Regions from separate parts of the Mus musculus genome. Here all the other regions are linked to region 4. Evidence: chromatin contacts called from public HiChIP or PLAC-seq and promoter capture Hi-C data. All regions are on one chromosome and are shown on one strand. Each heading gives the region's core, a stretch centred on a gene start, on an enhancer-like site or on the middle of the called end of the contact. The rest is flanking DNA. Distances are from core to core; before and after follow the strand shown.

Region 1 (2,814 bases), core at 206-2,705, 2.8 Mb after region 4:
CAGGCCTGCCCAGGCTTTCCGAATTGAATCCCTGGGCCTGCCAGGCCTCTGTGGCCTCCCCTGCCCTGACTCTTTGTAGAGTCCTGTGACACCATGCCTGCAGGCTTTTGCAGCCTTACAGCCCTTGCTTCCTCTGTTCCCCACCCCCACCCTTCTGTCTGCCCAAAGGCTCTGGGCTTCCTGAAGTCTGCTCTGGGTTCAAAACAGCCACTTTCCTACTCTCTGACCTACCCCCTGGTCTCAGCCCTTTGTGCTGTGGGTAATGAAATGTGAGTCTGGATTTTTTTTTTTTAAGACGGGTTTTCTCTGTGCAGCCTTAGTGGAACTCACTCTGTAAACCAGATTGGCCTTGAACTCAGAGATCTGCCTGTCTCTGCCTCCCAGCGCTGGGATTAAAGGCTTGAGTCACACCACCACCTTATTTTGCTTCTTGGTGTCTTATGCCAGCCTAGGACAATGGATTCAGGCTGGTCAGGTCTGGGGCTACCATTCCCAGTTTAAGAGACAGGATAGCCATGCTACATAATTGACACTTATGTGCAGAGAGAGTGGAGAAGAAAGAAAAGGAAGTGGGCAAGCAGAGAGGGGGAAGGCCTTACTGAAGGTCACACAGCGCCACCTCAGGCTCAGCCAGGCTGTGGGTGTGTACAATCAGATGGAGGACATGCTCATTCAAATAAGGACAAGAATAATGGCACACTCCCCATCTCCATTTAAAAATAGTCACATTTGCTGACACTCGTTTGGCACTTCCTAGGTGCCTGGTGTCCTGTTCAGACTCTTTACACTGTTAACCTTGGACCCTCCCAGCAGCCAGAAGTGATGAGTTCCACTATTTTTATTTCCGTTTTACAGATGAGGAAACTAAGACACAGAAGGTCTGGGGAACTTGCCTGATGTCACACAGCCACGACGAAGTCGGGGCGCTTCGAAAACACAGCCTCATGTGGGCCAGGGGTGGGGGTGGGGGTGGGGGTGGGGGACTTGGCCTCCATTATCACTTCCACGGCAGCTCAGCCAGGCTTGCAGAGCTGCACACTGGCCCTGAGAGGACTCGGGGCAATGGGGGAGGAGCAGATTCTGGTAGGGATCTAGCTGCTGCGGCAGCCACAGGCCTCGTCCACAGACCTAGGTGGGTGTGTTAGAGAGCGTTGTGGTGTGGTAATATCAGGACAGGAGATGAGCCAGGGGTCTGGGTCTCTAACTCCTCATCGCCTGCATGAGAGGCCTGAGCAGTGCCATTAGCCACCAGCGTTTGGATGGAGCATGAGGATGGGTGCGCGCGCTCGACGAGGCGAGCTCCGGCTCTTTGTGTGTCCGAGCTCGTGCGCGCGTGCGTGCGTGTGTGTGTGTGTGTGTGTGTGTGTGTGTGTGTGTGCGCGCGCGCGCGCGCGCCCCGTGTGTGGGCGTGGCCGACAGACCAGGCCCCTCCCTAGGCCCCGCCCAGGCCCGGCCAAGCTGGTATTTTTCCACCCAGCAGGATGGGTGATGCGGAGAGCTGCCTGTTCAGACAACAGACACGCGAGGTCAGGGAGAAGCCGCTTATAAATTACCGCTTCCTCCGCGCCGCCGCCAGCGTCGTGCTCCGGGACCTGGTTGCTGCCGAGCTCCCGTGCCCAGCCGCCAACGCCGCGATCGCCGCCAGTCCCGCCAGCCTCGCCAGCCCCGGGCCATCCGCTGTGGGCTTAGCCACCCAGGTACCCAGGGCGTGTGGGCCGCGACTGCAGCCCCCTCCCCGGGCCGCGCTCCGCCACCTCACCGGGTCCCTGCGGGTCTGGCCTCCCCGCGCTCTTTCATCCCCTTCACCCCTGAGGGAGGGACTGAGGGTCTCCTGTTCAGCTCTGCTGGAGAGGGAGTTATTGTTTCCCTGGCGAAGGGGCTGGGGCTGCTGGTGCGGCGGCAGGTGTGTGTGTGTGTGTGTGTGTGTGTGTGTGTGTGTGTGTGTCCCACGGGGTGCCTCCTTGTCCCTGGATGTCTCTGTTTCTGAGAGTGGCTGTTTCTCCACCCTAGGCAGCCGTGTACATGTGCGCCCCGGGGTGTGTGATATGACCAGGGCTATGTCCGGGGCTGCCTTACCTGAGTGTAGTGTGGCCGTGTGGCTCTGTCTTCTGATACACACACACACACACACACACACACACACACACACATCTTGCCTATGTGAACCTGTACGTGTGGCTGTGTCTCCGGAACCCTGGCCGTGTGCACGTGTGTGTGCCCGAATGTGCCTGGATCCCTGGATCTGTGGTTGGGGGCAAGTCTAGTGTCTTCTAGCTGTACCCGAGAGGCCATCCCTTGTGCCCAGTGGGCCCAATGGACATCTTTGGTTCTTCGTAGTATTTAGGAGAGGTAAAAGGGCGGTATGGCTCCAGGTGCTGCCTGGGTGTGGCACGCAGGTGTGACAGTCGCTCCCAGGCTTGAGTAGCAGGGCTGAGGCCCGAAACGACAGCCAGGGGCAATGGGTAGCACCAGCTGAACACATCTTCCTCTAGACTGCTCCCCTTCACTTTATGGGTTCCTCTTTTGGGTGGGAGGTTCTGGTCTGCTCCCACTGGGGAAGCCACACAAGGAACCAGTCTCAGGAACAGATCCTACAGTCCCAAAGCCTCAACCTAGGCTGTAGCCTGGCGGCAAGGGAGGCGTGTGCTCAGCAGGGCCACCGACCTGGCTATTTTGGTCACTGCCTGGCCTCTGCCAGATCCCTGCCTTCCCTAGGACCAGCCCCAAAGGCTTGGGAGACAGCCTGGGCCCCCATTTCCTGCCTGGGGAAATAAATCATCTCAAAGACTGGCCAGGCGCTTGACCCGGAGGGTC
Region 2 (2,728 bases), core at 69-2,568, 2.5 Mb before region 4:
CTATATAATCTGAAAATATGACGTACTCTAGAGATAATTATAGAAGTAGAACTCCCAAATGTGGGGTGGTGGTGGCTCATGCTTTTAATCCCAGCATTAGGGAGGCAGAGGCAAGAGGATCTTTTGAGTTTGAAGCTAGTTTAGTCTACAGAGCTAATTCCAGGACAGCCAGTTCTGCACAGAGACCCCCTGTCTTGAAAAACAGAAAAGTTGAAAGAAAAGAAGGAAGGAAAGGAGGGAGGAAGAAGGAAAGAGAGAGGGAATCCCAAATATGGCAGAGTACGCAATTGGTTCTCAACCTGTGGGTCGCGACCCCTTTACCACCCCTCTATCGCTGAAAGTATTTACATTACAATTCATATCAGTAACAAAATTACAGTTATGAAGTAGCAACAAAAGTACTGTTATGGTTGGGGTCACTACAATGCCAGGAACTGTATTAAAAGGTCGCAACATTAGGAATCTTGAGGACCACTGATGTAAAAGAACGACATTGGATACAAAAACTTTCACGTCTTTAATAAATGCTTTACATAATATGTATAGTGTAATAAGAAAGGATAAAAAAAAGTACCGGAACCACATTCCAGAGCCATAACTCTGAACCCTAAGCAAGGGCTGACTGTTGAGATTCTTCTCACCAATTTGCAACAGTAACTCTGTTATTACCAGCTTTTCGATTACATTGGGTATACAAAAGAAATCCAGACATAAATATGATTCCTGCTCGCAAAGTATTGCTTATTGTCAAGTAGACCTTATTTTCTTACCACAACTCTTACTTCTAAATAATAAGCAAAAATGAAAGTCGAGATTTTTCTCAAACAGCCACTCAACAGCATTGGTATGAGAAAGAATGAATCGTTTCATAAAGCAACGGAAAAAGTGCAAGTATCAATTCGTTCTAATTTTCATTTACATAAATCAAGAATCCAATAGGCAGAGATACTAACGTATCTCCTATGAGTTTTCGGACGCCCAAATCCTCAACAGCGCCGCTGGTGTAGTGGTATCATGCAAGATTCCCATTCTTGCGACCCGGGTTCGATTCCCGGGCGGCGCATGTCTTTTCTCTCTTTAAATAGTGTGCAAAAAGAAAATTTTCCTGCTAGAAAAACACCTGCTATTTTATTTCTTTAACCTCCCCAAGGATTTTTAATTTCACTATATAATTCACAAATGAAACACTCCGCTCTGAAACTACAGAAATCCTAAACTACTGGCATTGCGTCTGCGCACTCTGAGCCATCCCTTGCCTGGTGGCAGCGCGGCTGCGCACCAAGTGAACCCCGTCCTTGAAGCCTAAACCCGGCTGCCAGGAGGGTGAGCATGCTAGCTGGCTGTGCGCATGCGCGGCACGGGTCACTCGGCTGCCGGCTCCTAGGCGTCCGGCTCGCCGCCATCTTGGATCGGGGTTTCATTGTTCGCGGTAGGCCGGGCCTTTTTTTGTGTAATCGCTGCCAAAGAAGAAAGCGAAGTAGCCTCCGGTCAAGCGAGGAGGCCGGCTCTTCCGCAGCCATAGCCCGCCTCAAGGATTTGGGAGGTAGCGAAGGGCAGGGAGCTGGACCCTGAGGTGCCGCCGCGACCGCAGCAGCCATGGAGGACGAGATGCCCAAGACTCTGTGAGTCTGGAGCAGCGTTGAGGGAGGCGGGATGGTGGTCGCCCCGTAGGGAGGCCGCGGCCCTGCGCCTCTCTGCAGCCTATTGTTCTCCGTGGACGCCGCGCTGTGGTGGTTCCTCCCTCCCGTGCGCACGCCAGGATGCTTAGAGCCGAGCCGGGCCGAGAGGACGATGGCGGGAGAGGGGCTCGGCCCCTGTCACCCCTCGGCTGGCTGCACCCGCGGCCCCCAGACCTGGAGGAAGGACTTTTCATTCAAAGCTCTCCTCAGGACTCGGCACGTCCTCCTGGAGTCCCATGCTTGCGTCCTTTTTTTCCCCGCCCCCTCTTTTCGATGAATCTTTTCCAGATTTCCATCTGGAACGTCCTTTCTCTTTTCTTTTGGTAGGATTTTTTTCATTTTTAATTCTTGAAGGCTGAGGTTAAAAACTTTATACTTGCAGTTGAGAACTGGAAAGAAAAAAAAAAAAAAAGCCAGACATCTTTCTCGAAGGTCTTCGGCTTTCCCTCTGTAGTACTCCCCTGACCCTCGACCAAAAAACCTAACTGGACACCCAAGGATGTTGAAACCGTTCTTAAAAAATGGAAATCTCACTCGGAGGGATGCATCTACCGAGGGAAAGTGGGTTTCATTAAAACATATTTACCACCATTTGCGACTAGTGGTTGACATTTTTATTAATGGAGTAACTGTGGTCAGTCAGGTGTAAGCATCTTTAGTGAATATTTTGTAACTCGAGTCTAGGATATTGTCTTTGTCATGTAACTTCCCCTTGCATTCTTTGTTTTTCAACGCACGGGTTGAGGCGGTTGTGCCTTTGTTGGGTTTCACAGGGCAAAAAAGAAAAGCTCAAGAAATTGTGGGTTTTGGTTGTTGTTTTTTTCTCCCGGTATATTTGAAGATTGCAACTTGATGTATCGTGCATATAGTTCATATAAATGAAGTAGGATGAACATGTATCATGTTACGGGCCTTAACTCTGCACCTAGTTCCTGCCATAGCTTTTTATTTCTAGAATCCTGGTACTTTTAGAGCTATGTACATTTAGGGTTCTTTTTGACATTTTCTAGTTATTAAAATTGTTCTGAAGTACAGATACGTTATTCTTT
Region 3 (3,091 bases), core at 348-2,847, 2.2 Mb before region 4:
CAGATAGGAATTCAGAATTGGAACTCATTAGAACATCCATCTTGTGAATATATTCACCCCCTAATGAAAAGTTATATTAACCTAGTTTTTAACCTAAGATATTTACATATCTTACCGCTACCACTGAGCTCCAACTCTACCACCTACACTTTTTTTTTTTTTTTTTTTTTTTTTTTTTTTTTTGGTTTTCCTAGACAGGGTTTCTCTGTGTAGCCCTGACTGTCCTGGAACTCACTCTGTAGACCAGACTGGCCTCAAACTCTGAAATCCGCCTGCCTCTGCCTCCGGAGTGCTGGGATTAAAGGCATGCGCCACCACGCCCGGCTCACCTACACTTTTTTTGTCAACAAAAATGCAATGTCCATAAGCAGATCCTTTTTAAAAATTTCATTAAAAAATTACATCTGTGTGAGTCTAACAGTGACCTTAAAAAGAGAAAAAAAAAATCCTTACTGCACAGTATATTCTGGTATACGCCACATCTATTTCACAAGCAATGATTTTTTTTTTTCAACTCTTCCCTCAAAAAAATCTTATGCAACCTACACAGAGTGCAGCCCACCTCAACAAGCAGACTTTGTTCTTAACTGGGCGAATCTCCATCACTGGTCCCTCTAGTGACAACACAGAGAGATGTCCATCTCAGGGACTACTATGCTCCTCTCTTTACTGATTTATGGCTAGTGATGCACAGTAAAATTTCCCGTGGCTATCCTATTCAAAAAGCAAACGCCTGCTACGGAAGGGACGCGGAAGCTCTGGCTAGTCCTTTTAGGCTCAGGTTGAGGCTCTGACACTCAGGAAGCTTCTGTTTAATGTGCAGAACCCTAAGCTTTCTAGCTCCCGCACTGATCCCAGGTCCACCCAACACGCGCGAGCTCCCGTATTAACCCAGGTCTATCTGCAAACTCCCAGACCCTACACTGACCCAGGTCTGTCTGCTAATGCCCAGCTCCCGCACTGACCCCAGGTCTGCCCGGCACGCGCCCGCTCCCGCACTGACCTAGGTCTGTCTGCAAACGCCCAGCTCCCATCTGCTCCGCGGGCACTCACCTCCCGCACCGACCCTCCCGCGCTCTCCTGTCAAGGACACCGGGGTCAGGCCCCCCAAGGTGCGGGGCGTTCCGTACCTGCGCGGCGTGTTCAGCAGCCTCTGCTGCTCGTCGCCCTCGTCCTCGTCGTCGTCTGTCTCGGAGTCGGGGTGACAGTAGCAGAATGTGCCGCTGCTGCGCTTGCGCTTGCGGCCGCCCGGACAGTAACAGAAGCTGTGGCCCGCATCTTCGCCGGCGTCCGACCTGCGGGCCGCGCCCCCAGCCCCGGGCGTGGGTTCGGGCTGCTCTGTGCGCCCTGCGGGCCGCAGCACCCGGCTGCTGAGAGCGCCCATGGCTCCGGCGCCTAGGGAGCACCGAGGGGCCGCCCCGCCATGCCCGTATCTCCACCGCCTACTCCGCTGCCGCCTCGCGCGCAGCCCCAACCGTCGCCGCGAACGCAGTCACCTCCATCCTCAGCCCCGCCCGTAGCGCCTCAGCGGACCGGCTTCGCTAGACCTCGCCCCCTCCTTCTCCCAACAAAGCGCGCGCCGCAGGGCGCAGGCGCAAGGCGAGCCTCCGGAAAAGGCGGGGCGGGAGGACGGAGCCTGCGCTGCAGGTTGCGCATGCGCAGGCTGCTGGCCCGTCCCTGCGGCGCTCAGCCCCGGTGCGTGTCTGACTTCCGCGGTTCCGGCTTCAACGGAGGGGCGTGGGCACTGTGTGCTTATGCCTAACAGATCTCGGGATCTCTGTCGCTGGTTCTTCCCGTAAGCTTCCTCGATTCCGGGGTCTCATCCAGCCCTGTACGGTTAATAAGAGGACGGACTTGCCAACATGGCCTTTGCTTCCAGGGCTCTAGGACCCGACTGGCCCGGTTAGATAGATGACCGTCACCCAGCTGTGTTGACCGGGTTCAGTCTGGAGCCTCAGCTAGCCTCCAGGTCTTGCCTTCCTTCTGCTGCCTTGTTTTGATTTAATTATTATTTTATTGTGTCAGTGTCTCGTACTACATACTTCGACTCACTGTATAGGATGCTCTTGAACTCTTGATCTCCTGTTTCTACCCCCTGAAAGCTGGGATTACAGCCATGTATGTGTCACATCACCTTCGTGGACCTGAAATGCTGAGTATCAGATGCAGGGCTTCTTGAATGCTAAGCAAACATTCTACCAACTAAGCTACATCCCTGGCCCTCGATTTTTTTTTTTTTTTAAATTTTCTTCAAGGAAAAGTGTCACTCTGAAGCCCAAGGCTTCCCTGGAACTCTCAGAAGTCCGCCTATCTCAGCCTCTAAGTGCTAGGAGTTGAGGCACTGAGCTACCATACCTGCCTTTTATACCTTTCAAAGTAAAATGTTTATAATAGAATGTTTCAAACAGAGCAATACAAGTACCTGTGGACCTACTACTGGCTTGGAATTCTATCACACTTACTTTGATTCACTCCCCTTTAGCTTTATTGATATATAGTGGGGAATGAGAAACCCCTTGTGTACTAATTCTCAGTTTCCAGCCTCTCCCTCTCTGTGCCATTTCTATGCATGTCTTTACACGTATAACCACTCTTCTGCTGCACATTCAGACATGTAATTTAAATGGAATTGGACCATCCCAAACCTATGATTTCTCCTCTCCTAAAACTATACTTTGAATGGAATCTCTAGTTATTGTCACTGCTCATTGTTAGACACATCATTTGCCTACTCCCTTGCCAAGGGGTTTCAGTTATTTCTACGTAGATGCTCTTTCAGGAACACCACTCGCAAAAGCTTCATCAGGCAGATCCCAGAAACGGGCTCTTGGGAAATTTTCAACTTTACGAGTTCTTGCCAGTTTTTCGCCCCCCCCCCCCCGGAACTGACTGCATCAATTCACCATTTGCACTCCGTTATAGCAGTATATGTCCTTTGTGAGCCACTGAGGAATTTCTCATGTTTGAGAAATTCTGAGGGTGTGTAGCTGAGGCTGGTTGAAGGAGAAGTGGGAGGAAGAGAACTACGGTGGCTGCAGGGGACACGCAGGAATGTACATAATATGAAACATACGTGAGGTCATCTTAAAAC
Region 4 (2,939 bases), core at 268-2,767:
CTAAGCCACCTAACCACAGCCTACCTCTCCATGCCATCACCAATGAGTTCCTCTCCATCCTCTTCTTCCTCCATGGGCCCCTCTGTGCCCAGCAGCCCCTCAGACTCATCTTCAAATGGGGGGAGGTCTCTGCCAGGGCTGGAGGTCAGGGCGTCAGCACGTCTGGAGCTGCGGCCTGGGCTGGAGGTGAGGGGATCACTGATCCGGCGCCGCTGACGGGCAGGGCTAGATGCTGAGAGAGACTCAGAAGACTCCTGTAGGAGAAAAAGTCTGCCATCAGACACTGGAGGGACACAGGCTGACAGCCTCCTGGTTACCATGGGGCCTTCCCACAGTCTGTCTCCTGTACACTAGGCATTGTTCTCAGGGACATATTAGTCCCTCAGATCTGTCCATGTCTGTCTTATGAAAAACCTCGGGGGCTATGTAGTTTTTTTTAAAAACCTGTTTATAATCTATTTTCACACCCCACTTAGCCCAAACCCCACAATATGCTGGGTGCTGAAACAAGAGGTGAAGATAAAAGAGGCATCAAGGAACACTATTCTAGAAGTGAATGGTGGAAAGAACAGATCTTTAACCTTTAATGAAAACGCTAACAGTAAGAGTAGGGAAGCCGAGCCAGGCAGTGGTGGTGCACGCCTTTAATCCCAGCACTTGGGAGGCAGAGGCAGGTAGATTTCCGAGTTCGAGGCCAGCCTGGTCTACAAAGTGAGTTCCAGGATAGCCAGGGCTATACAGAGAAACCCTGTCTCGAAAAAACCAAAAAAAAAAAAAAAACCAAAAAACCAAAAAACCAAAAAACCAAAAAAAAAAAAAAAAAAAAAAACAAAACAGAGTAGGAAAGCCGGGCCTGATGTCACAGGCATGAAATCCAAAATACCTAGAGGCTGAAGCCTGATGATCGCCAAGTTCAAGGCTAACCCGCACTACAGAGCGAGTTCAACCCCAGCCTGGGTTACTTAGTGGGACCCTTTCTACTTTCTTTCTTTTTGAGGAAGGGTTTCTCTGTGCAGTTTGGCTGCCCTGGAACTCACTCTGTAAAACTCAAAGACCCGCTTGCCTGTAACCCCCTAGTGCTGGGATTAAAGGCATACGCCTCCCCGGCCCAGCTATGAGACTCTCAAGAGAGAAGGGATGCACGCAGCTACGTGGTAGCCGGCTTTCCCTACATGCGCGGGGCTCTGGGTTCCATTTCCTGCAGCCTCACCACCATAAGTGCGTGTAAACCCGGGGCCTAGAGACACATGAGGAGAGCAGAGACGACCCGTCCCAGACTGGTGCAGGTAGCCCCGCACTCAAGCCTGCCACTAGAGGAAGATACCGGCCAAGCTAGCCGAGATCGCTGAATACCGCCCGCCCGGGATCAGCCCATTCCTCACCGCCATGTCTGCGCTAGCTCCACCGCACCAGCTGCCACCGGTTTTCGCGCGAAAACTAGACCACGTGACCCGCCCATGCCCGGGAAGCGCCGGGAGGACTCAGACGTCACTACGTCCTCGTCAATCTAGAGCGGAAGGAGGGCTAGAATGTTTGGGCACGCCCACACCAGAAAGCCCCGCCCCGCTCCCCGCCCACAGCTTTCAAAAGGCTGAGCCCTCGCCTCCTGCACACCTAGGCTTAACCCTTCAGCGTTTACCACGCTAAGGCAAGGAAGCGGGACTTTGGGTCACTAGTGGCTCTGAGGACCAATCCGGCCTTCTAGAGTGTGACCTAGGTATCTAAGTGTCGGTATGGCCACTTGTTGCAACTGAGACTGTTTCCTGATTTCTTTTTTTTTTTTTTTTTTGGTTTTTCGAGGCTGGGGTTTCTCTGTGTAGCCCTAGCTGTCCTGGAACTCACTCTGTAGACCAGGCTGGCCTCGAACTCAGAAATCTGCCTGCCTCAGCCTCCCAAGTGCTGGGATTAAGGGCGTGGGCCACCACTGCCCAGCTTGTTTTCTGATTTCTTCCTGATTTGGCATCAACCTCTCCCAAAGCACTGAGGTTCAATCCTTCAAGCACCCAGGCTGCTGTGGGCTTTTATCAAAGTGGGAATCAATTGTACTTGGCTGCAGTTGGCAAAGGTATGGGGAGGATGTTCCAGGTGAAAAGGGCCTGGTGCGTGATGCAGTACAGCGAAGGCTGGGAGTATATAGGGATTACCACTCCCTTGGTTCAAAGCTTGTAATGCCCAGGAAAGGTGGGAGAGTTCAGACTGCAGATTAGCAGTCTGTCTAGGAGTTGGAGCTCTGTCCTGACATGAGGTCACCTGAGGGATCTGTTAAATCGAGGTGTAGGATGAATCAGTAGCTACCACCTGACGAGGTGGGCAGAGACAGGCTGAGTGCTTCCAGTGAGAGGCCTGCTACTGTTCCTACAGTCTTAGGCATCTGGTTCTCAGCTACTGGGCAGGATGTGACTTCTGCTGTATGCACAGCATCAATAATCCCACACAGAACCTAGTGTAGGGCAGAGAGGAAATCAGGAAGGACGCTCAGAAAGGGGGATCTGCAGGCTTTATAGTACAAGAGATACCCCAAGGTGCTAAAGGGTATCTTAGGGAGATGGGCTAGTATGACCTCTGAGACAGGAATCCACACCCTCTTGTCTGCTGGATGCCACTGTGGTACCCAGAGCTGCTATCGATGCAGGAAGGTACTGCATCTATATGCCAGAGACTCAAAAATAAATAAATAAAAAATAGAAAGCATATTATGCCACCATAATAGGATATGTTCTTTGAAAAGCTGACTGTGTCCACCATAAGCCCCTAGGCCCCTACAAGTTCCAATGATATGACAAGCACCCAATTCTTAAAAAAAAAAAAAACAAAAAACAACTTATCTTCCTCCTTTATAGAATCTCTCATTACTGGTCTGCCATTCCATGCTTACCCATCCTTACTAGCAGGGTGTCATGGACAAGATAAACCAGAGCCACATTCTGTGAAGAGTCCAA
Region 5 (2,861 bases), core at 242-2,741, 2.5 Mb before region 4:
ATTGTCTCCACCTTTTTCTTATGGGTAGTGATATATCAGTAAATGGGAAACACCAAGAGGAAGGCAGAGAGCATCATAACTTGAAAGCTGTTAATGTTGAAAAGATAACTTAGGATTAAAGGTACATGGGGGGGGGGGCTGAAAAGATGGCTCAGCAGTTAAGAAAACTCTTCCGAAGGTCCTGAGTTCAAATCCCAGCAACCACATGGTGGCTCACAACCATCCTAATGAGATCTGGCGCCCTCTTCTGGAGTGTCTGAAGACAGCTACAGTGTACTTACATATTATAACTAAATTGTAAAAGGTGCATACTGTAATTTCAGTACTGTAAGGCAAGCTGAGGATTTCCCTCCTGCTTTGAGGTCAGTCTTTGCTAAAGACTATCATTATTCATGTTCGTTTTCTAGTTTCAACTAGCACAGCAAGTGGTGGGGAGAGTGTATAGCTAAGCATTCTTGTGCTATTTTTTTGTTGATGACAAACTAATCATGAGGAGAACCTCAATTGAAGAGCTGCTTCCATCTAACAGGTCTCTGGACATGTCTGTGGGTCATTAATGACTACCATGAGAGAGCCCAGTGCACTGAGGGCAGTGCCACCACCCTGGGAGAGTGCACACCTTTATTCCCAGCCCTCAGGAGGCAGGGGCAAGCTCAATACCTCAGGACTTGTGTGGTACTCCTCAGCTTTTATGTATGGACTGTAGTGTGCTAAGTGGGTTCTGAAGGCAGCGTTAGAATTGCAGAATTGATGAATCAGAAATACCCCAGACACTGGATTCACGTCCTCAAGAGAATCCGCCTAGCCACCTTCCTGCTACTGATGCGGACAAGCTATTCTGTGCTTCAGGAGCCCTCGGCTTCGCCTGGATGTGCTTAGGAAATTAAGGGCAGCGTGGTGCAGATGCCGTTGATTCTAGCACGGGAAGCAACAGTTCAAAGCCAGCGTTGACTACACAGTGAACTCGAAGCCAGCATGAATTACGTCAAAAACAATGAGGAAGGGGCAGGGGAAATGACAAAAATGTAAAGAGAAAAAAAGTGTAGTAAGTGGGAAAAGGAAAGAAAAGAAGTGACACACAGGCTGGAGAGACGCTTCAGCAGTTAAAACCACTGGCTGTTCTCCCAGAGCTCTGGAGTTCAATTCCAGCACCCACATGGTGGCTCACAAGCATCTATAGTAGGATCTGAGGTCCTCCCCTGGCGCGCAGGTGTACATGTAGAGCACTCATACATAAAATATAAATGAAGGGGTCTGTTTTTAAAGTGACCTGCCACTTCAATTTTACACAAAGGAAGCTTAGCCGAACACAGCCTCTCCGTCGTGGCCTGTCACTGGCGACGCAACCGGAAGCGTGGCTCTGGTCCGCAGGTTCAGACATCCCCATCAATATCGCGAGATGAAAGGTAATGTTCTCCGAAGGCGATTGGCTCGCGCGGCGGTGACGTCAGACACCAGCGCCAAGCCTGCCTTGCGCGCGTTTCTGAGCCTGCTCACTCCTTCGCCGTTGTGCCGAGCCCGCAGAGGAGTCGCCATGAGCAAAGCCCACCCTCCCGAGCTGAAGAAGTGAGTAGAGTCGGCCCTATCGAGACTTCTGTCTCGCTCGGGCTGCCGCCGCTGGTCCCGACGGTCGCGGGAGCCGGAAGTGGCGCTAAGGTCCGGTCGGCATGGTTACTGCAGTGCCGGTGCCTCTGTCTTCCCAAAGCTGGGGCTCTCCTAGGCGGGCAGCCAAAGGCAACCTGGTTGGGGACCAGGGCAGCGGTCGAGGTGCATGGTTGTGAGGAACCGGAGACTCGTGGGCTTAAAATGATCGATTGGAGTCGGACGTGATTGGCTGTGATCTATGGGGCCAATATTCAGGAAGCTTAGGCAGGAGAATTACCGCGAGTTCCAGACCAGCCTAGGCTTAAAAAAAAAAAAGACACTGTGTCTCAAAAAGTTTAAGGTGAGGTAGCGTTTTGTGTTTCAATAAATGTGCGCGTTCATTTGCGTTCATCAAGAGAGCTAGGTTTAGTTTTGGGGTTTTTTTTTCCCCTTTTTGGTGCTCAGAGACATGTTTAGTTATATGTTTGTGCACGTGGGTGCAGCTCCTGCGGAGGCCAAAGCGGGCATTGGATCTGCAGAAACAGAACTTGTAGGAGGTTGTGAGCCCTCTGGCGTGGTTAATAATAGCTGGACTCGTGTCCTCTGGACAAGCAATAAGCGCTGGGCCATCTGCAGCCCCAAGAACTAGGTTTCTGATACACTGTCCTTGTATTCAAGTTACATTTAAACGTTGTGTAATATCTTGCTCTGGCAATAAATCCATGGAAGGACATCCATTTTCTACTTGTAAAGAGCTAATTTCTGAAGAATTTTATTCTGTACCCAGTAAAATCAGACAGACCCTTTGGTCTCAGACACTTCTGACTGGCCTGAACCTGTCGCATATGCACATAGTCATTGGGTTGCTCAATACAAGATTAATACTGGGTCTTTTCTGGTGTAGCCAGAAAATAATCTGTCTTGTGTATAGCCTGTTTGCTACTGTAAAGTTCTGTCAAGACCCCAATGCAGGGGAAAGATAACAACATTTGCTGATTTTTGTATTTGAGTGCACATTTTAATCAAAGCCCTCTGTGTGAAACCCCTGCAGTTTTGTTTGAATCTGAATCTGTTAAACCGGGCCTAGAGAGTTGGCTCAGAGGTTGAGAGCACTGACTTCTCTTCCTAGAGGTCCTGAGTTCAATTCCCAGCAACCACATGGTGACTCACAACCATCTGTAATAGGATCTGGTACCCTATTCTGGCTTGCAGGCCTATAGGCAGAACACAACATAATAAAGATGTATTAAGCCATAAGTCTGACATTTTAAAAAGAA
Region 6 (2,804 bases), core at 135-2,634, 2.1 Mb after region 4:
ACTCTGAGTTATCAGCTCCATAGACTTGGTACACAAGAATTCCAACCATATCACTTGGCCACACTTAGCCTATAGTTGGGGAGATCTGGTCTGCAGACTAGCATGTGTCTATGCTGGGTGAACGTCTGCAAGCAGGAGATCCACTGAACTCAGATGGTCTCATAACTACATCAGTAGCTCGTACTCCCTTTCAGATAGGTCAGTTTCACCTTCTTTGATTCCAGTTTTTGACAAATTCCCAGTTTGTCTATGTTTGTTTCTCTGCTGGCTCAGTGGTAATTATTCCTGTTGACACCCAGACAAGCACAGAACTGTGTACTTCCCAAGTTAAGCCAAGTGTTGCTCTTCTATAAAAAAATAAAGTAGCACAAACAATCCAATCAGCTGTCAAAGCAATGTTATAGACAAAATAACTGACAGATAGTCATCCTGATGACACAACATATGGATGTTCCCAAATGCCTGCCTCCTGTGGCCAAGCGCTCACCACACCTCCCTCCCCATAGCGAAGCCCTGAGGTCTGAGGTTTCTGCAGGCACAGTGGCCTGTATCTGGTGTGAACACTCACGTCAAAAGCACCAGCAGCTCTCAACTGCAATTCACACACTGCACCACTCACTATTTCTCTCAGCGCCAGCTAGATAAAGAAGCATTCCCTGATTTACTTTCTGGGTTGTAAAATAATAATTTGCTTAGCTTGTCAGACGGCTGGGAGAGAGCTTCAGAAAAACACTCCCTCATCTTTCTGTGGACTCTACCATCTGCTGGAAAAATAAGAATGGCTCACCCTGATCCCTTACAGTTTAATACATTTTGTCCAACTAGGACAAGTGTCCCAAAGTGTGGTGCAGCTTGTTCCTGACAAAGGGACATCTTCTCAGCACTGGATCCAGCCTTTATCTCAGCTGGGAGAAGGAGAATATTATTTAGTGGAAATATAACCACAGGGTCTCCTGCCACCAGTTTCTCAGCCACAGTTACAGGTGAGGAGAAAAAAGGCCTTCCTATCCTCTTCCAGACCCCTAGTCTTTGCTCCTAGGGAGAAAGGAATCTGCGCATAAGAGCACTCTGCTTCCTAGCCCCTACACCCCAGTTTTGGTACTTTCTAACCACTTTGAAGAACACAACTCAAAGGCTCCTTGCCAGGACCATCATAGTGCTTTCTGTGTTATCTGCCTGCTGCCAATTAGGACAGTCCAGTTTCCTCTTGCCACCCCCTCTTCTACGGCCACCCTTGAGCATGCCCCTGAAATGAAGCACCACCATCATGGTTAATGTCACCACAAACCCAGAAAAGCACTTTGTTTGGTAAGTCAACAGACACTGAATGCCACTGAAAACCTCCCCCAGAGTGAGTCACCAACTCAGAGCTTCAGAAAAAACGTCCTCTCAGAGTGATGTGTGATGTGACAGCCCTTGAGGGCTGGAGCAGATGAGAAGGCGGAAGAGGCTGTTCCACTGGGCCTCTCCCCAGCCACTTGAGGCTGATGTTTACTTCTGCCAAGAAACTTCAGGAGATCAAAGGCTAAAAGGGGGTCACCTTCTTCTACCTTTTCCCCTTTACACAATCACCACCAAAAGCACTGCATTGGTGACAAGATTCAATGGGGCAGAAGGGATCCAAACATGCTGTGCACCTTCAAGCACTGGCCAGGAGCCAAAAAGAATCCTGAGAAGTGGTCTGATCATTCCACAGTGTGAAAGTCAGGCAGGAGGTGAGCAAGATCAGGAGCCAAACAGCGTGAGATCCAACACTGGCTGACGACCAGACAGAGCTTAAACAAGGCATGTGATCCCTCTAAGCCTAGGTTTCACATCTGTATAATGGGAGCCTGTCTTTGCCTGATAGGAGTGATGACACATAAGGTATGAGCACACAGCAAACCCTTAGGGGATATTGCCATGTTCTCTTAAACTTGGTTCAATACATTCATTCGCACCTGCGGTTTGATGATTCCAATACTTCTTGTCTTCCCTGGCTTACCCATTCAGGCTATATACTCTGAGCACCCACTAGGTACCCAAGCTCTAGTGAGGGAAATGTGGTTCTAGAAATGGATCATTAGAATGTAGCTGACTGCACACTGCATAAATGAGTGCTGATGTCAGGGGAAAATCAACGTCAATAACAACAGAAGCAAATAACTCCCAGATAGCAAAGGCACCATGAATGAATGGATTTCTTCCCTGTTTTAATCTTCTCCCCCAGTGCTGGGAATAAATAATGACTCTTGGTACTAGAGGTCAAGACATTCAAGAAAGCCCTCTGAGGAAGAGCTTAAAGTTTCTGGGATTGAAAGCTTCTAGCATGTCTAGGCATCTGTGCCTAGTGAGGTAATTATCAAGCTCACTCTTGTCTCAGGGAAAGCAATGGACCCCTGAAGCTCATCTATATAGTGAGAAGGGAGCTCCTAACTCAGGCTGCAGTGGCTACCAGCTACTTAGTAAAAGGTCAGTCAGGTCTTGCTCAACCAGCATGCTTGTCAGACCGGCTCTTCTCAGGGCCACTATATGCAAATAGGGAGGCCTGAGAATGTTGTTATCCTCTGCCCAAAGGTAGAAAGTAGAGGCCAATCCCCTAGCTCCATTTCCCCCCAAACTGTGGCCCTATTCTGCTCTGTCACCTCTGGAAACTCAGCTTAATAACAGCTGTTAGCTCCAGCAACCCTTTGCCACAGCTCCATATCCCCCACTGCACATCTCTTGCACCTAGCCTTTAAGTTTCCACCTCCTGCTTTGGCTCAGCTGATCTAAAGAATTGAGAAACTGACAGACATGGGAAGAATCTAGCCTGCATGAATTAC

What was found. Promoter capture Hi-C pulls out the DNA fragments that hold promoters and counts their contacts. HiChIP or PLAC-seq counts read pairs in DNA pulled down with a chosen protein or histone mark.
Region 1: a contact with region 4 is called in an H3K27ac HiChIP or PLAC-seq map of bone marrow-derived dendritic cells, with 5 times the contacts expected there. The contact joins the promoter of Slc6a6 here to the promoter of Mcm2 in region 4. A contact is called at or near these places in 1 of 39 promoter capture datasets (pre-B cells), 1 of 484 Hi-C or Micro-C datasets (CD4 T cells) and 1 of 115 datasets of contacts at active chromatin or transcription factors (bone marrow-derived dendritic cells).
Region 2: a contact with region 4 is called in a promoter capture Hi-C map of liver, with 3 times the contacts expected there. The contact joins the promoter of Tia1 here to the promoter of Mcm2 in region 4. A contact is called at or near these places in 3 of 39 promoter capture datasets (cranial neural crest and liver) and 1 of 115 datasets of contacts at active chromatin or transcription factors (thymic regulatory T cells).
Region 3: a promoter capture Hi-C map of pre-B cells shows a contact between it and region 4, with 2.8 times the contacts expected there. The contact joins the promoter of Gmcl1 here to the promoter of Mcm2 in region 4. A contact is called at or near these places in 2 of 39 promoter capture datasets (erythroid cells and pre-B cells) and 1 of 9 other capture datasets (liver).
Region 5: a contact with region 4 is called in a promoter capture Hi-C map of pre-B cells, with 2.7 times the contacts expected there. The contact joins the promoter of Snrpg here to the promoter of Mcm2 in region 4. A contact is called at or near these places in 3 of 39 promoter capture datasets (liver, neutrophils and pre-B cells), 2 of 484 Hi-C or Micro-C datasets (B cells and muscle stem cells) and 2 of 9 other capture datasets (adipose tissue and liver).
Region 6: a promoter capture Hi-C map of hippocampal neurons shows a contact between it and region 4, with 8 times the contacts expected there. The contact joins the enhancer-like site here to the promoter of Mcm2 in region 4. A contact is called at or near these places in 5 of 39 promoter capture datasets (hippocampal neurons, liver, maxillary cranial neural crest and 2 more), 1 of 484 Hi-C or Micro-C datasets (B cells), 1 of 115 datasets of contacts at active chromatin or transcription factors (embryonic stem cells) and 1 of 9 other capture datasets (embryonic stem cells).

What each region holds. Positions count from the first base shown.
Region 1 is chr6:91,682,612-91,685,425 of GRCm38.p6, forward strand. Slc6a6 (solute carrier family 6 (neurotransmitter transporter, taurine), member 6) reads left to right here and starts at 1,456. Exons shown (of 15, transcript NM_009320.4): 1 at 1,456-1,697.
Region 2 is chr6:86,402,901-86,405,628 of GRCm38.p6, forward strand. It overlaps Tia1 (cytotoxic granule-associated RNA binding protein 1), which reads left to right and starts at 1,319. Exons shown (of 13, transcript NM_011585.4): 1 at 1,319-1,622. The coding sequence starts at 1,597. n-TGccc4 (a tRNA gene) reads left to right here and starts at 993; the gene lies at 993-1,063.
Region 3 is chr6:86,731,781-86,734,871 of GRCm38.p6, forward strand. It overlaps Gmcl1 (germ cell-less, spermatogenesis associated 1), which reads right to left and starts at 1,598. Exons shown (of 14, transcript NM_011818.3): 1 at 1,131-1,598. The coding sequence starts at 1,384.
Region 4 is chr6:88,897,263-88,900,201 of GRCm38.p6, forward strand. It overlaps Mcm2 (minichromosome maintenance complex component 2), which reads right to left and starts at 1,518. Exons shown (of 16, transcript NM_008564.2): 1 at 1,383-1,518; 2 at 25-254. The coding sequence starts at 1,388.
Region 5 is chr6:86,370,049-86,372,909 of GRCm38.p6, forward strand. Snrpg (small nuclear ribonucleoprotein polypeptide G) reads left to right here and starts at 1,492. Exons shown (of 4, transcript NM_026506.2): 1 at 1,492-1,566. The coding sequence starts at 1,535. It overlaps Fam136a (family with sequence similarity 136, member A), which reads left to right. Exons shown (of 3, transcript NM_025591.3): 3 at 1-10.
Region 6 is chr6:90,982,932-90,985,735 of GRCm38.p6, forward strand. It overlaps a transcript of Iqsec1 not described here. Among named protein-coding and RNA genes, the nearest start is that of Gm38860, 26 kb to the right of the region's middle. Within about 2 kb of position 1,385, at least 27 of the 459 cell types and tissues checked have an H3K27ac peak or open chromatin away from gene starts, as enhancers often do. A contact at or near this core is called in hippocampal neurons, where this site is marked.